Regions from separate parts of the Columba livia genome. Here region 1 is linked to region 2. A link is a contact called in public Hi-C data. All regions are on one chromosome and are shown on one strand. Each heading gives the region's core, a stretch centred on a gene start, on an enhancer-like site or on the middle of the called end of the contact. The rest is flanking DNA. Distances are from core to core; before and after follow the strand shown. Region 1 overlaps TEAD1 (TEA domain transcription factor 1). Region 2 has its middle 28 kb from the start of TEAD1.

Region 1 (2,728 bases), core at 71-2,570, 97 kb after region 2:
CTCAAGCCCCAAACTTGCCTCCCTCCAAGCCTGGGCCCTTTTAGGCAGCTCCAGTTTGTTCATTAAGAGGACATTGCTGTACACTCAACAGCTGTGTTGAACATTGTAATCCTGTTCTTTTCCTTTACAGTAACGTCGTTTCAAGGGAAATCTGTGAGTGTTGGTTCCGTATGATAAATTAATTAGGAAGGGAAGGAGAAGAGCTATTGTGGTCATTTAAGTCAAAGTACACTGGAGATTTAGGCTTCTTTATATTAACCGTTAAAGTGGTGTTAAAATACCTGCCGTGTACTCGTATGACTCAGACAGTTACAATAGGCACAGATTTGTACTAATACGACTTCATCAGTGTAGGATGACTTACCCAAATCGCATTTGAAGTTTATATAGAGGTGTGTCCATAAAGACACACACACACCTGTGTAGAGGCTCACTTGAACGTGTGAGTGTGTCATTGAAATGACAGTGAAATCTTATTGATGTCTTCATCTCACATTTATGTCTGGCCTGAAACCAGGGTGCTCCTGACATGAGAGGCTATGTGAGAAGTGCCGTTTTCTTGTTTGCTGGACATTGTGCTTGTTAATGCTTGTGGGTTTTTGTTTTGTTTTTTTCTTCTTAGCAGGCAGTAAAATGGATGAGAGGCTGATTTAGACTGGAGTAATTCCTGTTTCATCCTAGGCGAACCAGAAGGCAGAGCTTGTCGTTCAGCTGTGCTGCTCTGCATGGGCCTCCCTTCCCTTTGCCAGTGGCAGTTTCAGCTGGCAAAGATCATTTGCTTTTTTAGCCCCCAATGGCATGTGGGGCTGCTGCATCTTAATAAAAAGGCTTCATTCAGTATGATCTGTTTGAAATAGTCCTTCCATAGATTTAAGAAGGTGTTTTGGGCTCTTTCAGGGTAAAAAGCAGAATGTGTGCAAACCCTGCCCGCATTGCTGGCGTATTCCATTATTCCTATAGAGCTTCTGGTTGATGGAGGGTTATTCTCTGTTCATGATAATGTCTTGCTCATATTATTCCACATCCACTATCATTATTAGTAGTATTTGAATTATAGCATTGCTGAAAGTCTGCAGGCAGGATAAAGGCTCCATTGTAGTACGTCTTGTGCACACAAGATGAGACAATCTCTGCTCCAGCTGTTTACAGCCTGGTTTAAGACCAGTAGCGTAAGTGGGTTTATCATACAAATAGCAGAGAGGGAAAGAGAATGCTAAAAATGACAGGAAATCTATGGTTGCATGGAGTGACTGTTCATTTGTTACATTTGCTGCTGTGGAGTAGAAGGTAAATAAAGTGCTTTTCTGCTTCCCAGCGGGCAGTTGCTGCTGCCGATCCCCGCGGCCGGTGTCAGGGCTCCAGCTGTGGGGAAGCTGGAGGGCTTGGGGTGGGAAGAGGCAATGGGTAGAGCTGCTTGTGGAGGGGCTAGACCAAGGGGAGGGCAAGGCTGTAACGCAAGGACTGCTGAAGAGGGGGGAACAATTCAATGTGATAAACATCCTCACTGTTTATCAGGAGTGAGCTGTCTGCACCCACCAGTCTATCAGGGGGCATTACACAGGTTTGTGTCCCGTGCTATCCAACTTAGCGACTGATGCAGTTGAAGCTACAGATACTTGAAGTCAACTGCTCAGTAACCCCAAGCGTGTAAGATTGTTTGCTCACATTTACAGATCTTACACAAATTTACTTTGGATGGAAACTACAGAGGGTGTCCAAACTGTCAGGATACTTTCTGACTCTTTTAAAAAGGCATTTAGTGTTGTCAGCACTTTCAAATCTATGGCTCGGTTCTCCTGAAGCCAGACTTACTAGGTACCTGTAGGGCTCCAGAAATGGAAAACTCTAATGGCCTGGAAACGCCTACTGGAACTCGACATTATTTAATTAGCTTGAAGTAGAGCCTGGCAGATGGCAAAACAGTGGAAACGACCTCCCTTTTGAAAAATATGGGCCACATCCTCAGCTTGTATAAACTGGCAGGGCGCCACTGAAATAGATGTTCAGCTTCTGTCAATTAGCAGGGAAGAGAAAAACTTCTGAAAACAGGAAAAACAGTTATAAGGCCACATAAATTATCAACAGGGTTCAGGTACAGAAATTGTTTTTAACGTTTTAGAGACTCCTCCATTTCCAAAGTAACTATATCCTTAACAGTCCTGTTTTCATTGACGTGCAATTCAGAGAAAGAATTTGACTTGCTTTCCTAGAGCTGTATTAAGTCTGCAGAGCTTGCAGCAGTGAAACATACTGTATGCTGGTTTTTGCAAGTCATTCACTTAGGAAAGTGAGACATCAATATTTCATTCTACTAAAGCCAGTCTCTAAAGTTGTGTAAATTCACCTATTATGTGATAACCTTAACCAACCTCAACAAAGTTTTTTAGAAATAGATCTTTGATTGAAAGTTGCGAGCTCACCTCAATGTTTTCCAGGGAAAATTCTTGCTCAGATGAAAGCTCCCATATGCTTAAAAGCTGTTGCATTCTTACATTTTAATGTTTCCCATTAATTGCTTGGAGGATTTTTTTTTTGTTTTAATTGAAAACATGAAAACAAAGCCTGAACAACAAAGCTGATGCTCATTTATCCCATTGCATGGTACCAGTCTGACAGATTCATTAAATCTGTAAAAATATCAGATCAGAATTGAAAGTGAATTGAACTTGCTGAAAGCAACGCAGTGTTTACAGTCTGCTTTCAGACTAGCTTTTCCGTACCTGCTCAT
Region 2 (2,843 bases), core at 320-2,819:
TAGCCTCAATTCAGCAAAATAATGAATTAACTTGAAATATGTGAGAAAAGTCCTTGTGGTTTCTTTGAGTCTGTTTTACTTAGAAACGGATAAATATTCGTATCACCGTGGGAAGCCTCAGTCACATTTACACTGAGGCCTGCATTATATTGTCTTCACTTCCTATCACAATCCTATATAATCACACCCACAAAACCATTACTTTTAAGGTCTGGTTTCCTCAAAGGATCCCTTATAGCAACTGTGTAAATTAGCTCATAAAAGATATATGCTTCTTGTCCACTCTTGTATTCATTAAGAGTTTCACCTGTATGAGGGTTGAAAAACCAGTATAATTTATGTCTTCTCTTGAGAGGCCCTTGGAGATGAGATAACTAAATCAGCTGCAGAGCAGCAGAATGCTGCCGTCTGCCTTCAACCTTGGCACTAGGTTTTAGGCAGATAGAACTCAGGTGTGCTTGTTATTGCCGTTTGGTTTATAGCCATGCCCACGGGGTTTGTTGCACCAACAGTTCCATGAATTCGTGCCGTGATAACAGTCCTTGTCTTGAAAGGCTCACAGCCTTGCAGGAATGTGGGAGGAGGAAAGCGGTAAGTGAACCTCTCTAACTTTACACCGAAGATCATGAGAGGGATGGATTAGGAAGCAGGTTCCCCTTTCTGTACCCCGTCTGTGCCTTTAAGTTGTGGTGTGAAACAAGGAGCTGGAAAGGTAGCAGCGAGGCTTGTGTGGAATGCCAGTCCCCAGGGAAAAGGGGACCAGAGGAGTTCCAGAGGCTGTTGGCTTGAAGGATTACCACTTTTACCATGCTTCTTGGGGTGGAGATGTAGGTGCTCGGCAGCAGGCCACTGAGGCAAGCGAGCGTGTGGGTTTGTTAGGTTGCCTGGGGAAGAATTTTTCCCATTGAAGTGCTGCAGGACTATCAGCTAGGAGGAAATTGCCAGCGTTACATGCATGTGATTTAGACTTCCGTCTGTGTGGCAGTAGCTTAAACACTTTCATGTGCGTATTGTTACAATAATAAAGTATTGAAGGTGTCAGTCCTGGATTTCTGAGACTCCTGTACCTCCAGAGCTTTCTGAACTGTTTGTAGTGGCACTTGAATAGACAGAAAGGACATCATTAGAGCAGATCCGTATTCTTAATTGCATAAAAACCTTGTACGTCTGCTGTCTGAAACCAGCGCTCAGTTCAAACAGTGTCATAACCTCTAGCTCCATTTTTCCTGCGTTATCAGGACAAATTAACCCATTAGCTGCACAGACTCTATTGTGAGTCAGAGCTATATGACTCATATGAATAGAACACAGTTCTATTCTGGTTTTAATTAACTTGGCCTCCACCCAAATCCTCCTTACTAATGAAAGATACTAGATTAGCTGAAGTCTACAACACAGTTTTACGGTTTGTGCTAAACTTACGTGTTTATTCTTCTGAGATAATGATACAAAAAGAAGACTCCATGAATGCACTAACTTAAAAAGTAAGCGACAGAACTGCTTTATTTGACAGACTGTTAAAGTATTATAATTAGTCTTGTTTGTTTGTTTGCCTTGCAAACTCTAAGAGAACAAAAAAGGAAAGCACAACTCTAACCCATTGGGAAATTAGTCTCAGTCTTGATTCAGATAAGTGGAATACAAGTTTGTGGTGGTTACACTTCCAATGGAAGTGCAGTCTTAGGCAGCGCTTCCCCTTGTGATTTTCATAATTTTGCTGTCTGGGAACTCTTCTTTTTTCCTTCCTTTCTTTGTTTTTTTAACATAAAATGTAAAGATAGCGTTGGTCAGGATCCCTACCAGTATTTCTAATTGAGTCATCGTGCCTTCTCTTAACAAAGCAATACCAAAATCAAATAAACTCCTCAAGTATAAATTGCAGAGAGGGTAATACGAGCCCCTACTGAGTGTAGCCTATCAAAATGGAAGCAATACTAATTGTGTTTACACATTTTTTTAAAAGAATTAAAACAAAATCAAGAAAACAAAACCACCCCTCTCTGACCCTTATAGAAATCAAGGCCTGAATCTTACTTAACACTGAACTTTCTTCATGGCACCGCAGGGACTCTTAATGCAGATGAGAAGCAGGCATGGAGACGTTTGGTGGAGCCTTCCCACACCACCACTTTCTAAAGAAACAAGCTCAGAATAGAAGCAGAGGGTGAGGGGAAGAGAGAGAAATGTATCTTTGTGTGAACACTTTATATCTTGCAACATGCTCGTATAACACAATGAGGGTGGGCCAGCTGGCTGTAAAATAACTTAGACTGATAAATTAATCAGGAGTATGCTCTGCGTGCCACCAACTGTCCTGTGACTAATAAGTTCATTTTCTACTTGGGCAGGTTCCATGAGTTTACTTGTAGCCTGAAGAGTAGAGCTGGAGGAAAAAGGTCAGGTTTTAAGAGGGGCTTAGTTTGAGGGGCTCTGAAATGAAAACTTGCATGTGGACCACTACTTCCCAGACTCTGCAGTCCCACAGTTTAATTCCAGTTGCTCAGAGCACTTAATCAAGATCTGCCTTCAACTCTGCCTGCCGCCAGTTAGTCCTGATAAAGCCTTAACTCGCCTTCTCATTGCCTAAGTGGTGACATTAGGACTTCCATCAAAGCAAAGAAATTAGAAGCACGTAGCAGACTCAGCTTCATTTAGCCAGAGCTCCACGTCCAGGTTCAGAGATTTTTCTGCTTTGGAAGGTCATGGTTCTCCCATGCAAGAAAGATACTCTGGCAATGAATTTGCTACAATAAGCACTTCGCAATCACTGTGGAAAGTTACCAAGTTGGTAGGAAGCAGATTTAGGGCACAGATTTGTCTACTTGGTATTTTGAACAGTTACA

Evidence for each region. A called contact is a pair of places that touch in the nucleus more often than the background predicts.
Region 1: a Hi-C map of crop shows a contact between it and region 2, with 2.5 times the contacts expected there. The contact joins two enhancer-like sites. A contact is called at or near these places in 2 of 2 Hi-C or Micro-C datasets (crop and liver).

Annotation. Positions count from the first base shown.
Region 1 is chr5:59,245,516-59,248,243 of bColLiv1.pat.W.v2, forward strand. All of the region lies in intron 3 of TEAD1 (TEA domain transcription factor 1), which reads left to right. Among named protein-coding and RNA genes, the nearest start is that of TEAD1, 70 kb to the left of the region's middle. Within about 2 kb of position 1,321, at least 1 of the 3 cell types and tissues checked has an H3K27ac peak away from gene starts, as active enhancers do.
Region 2 is chr5:59,148,217-59,151,059 of bColLiv1.pat.W.v2, forward strand. No RefSeq gene overlaps it. Among named protein-coding and RNA genes, the nearest start is that of TEAD1, 28 kb to the right of the region's middle. Within about 2 kb of position 1,570, at least 1 of the 3 cell types and tissues checked has an H3K27ac peak away from gene starts, as active enhancers do.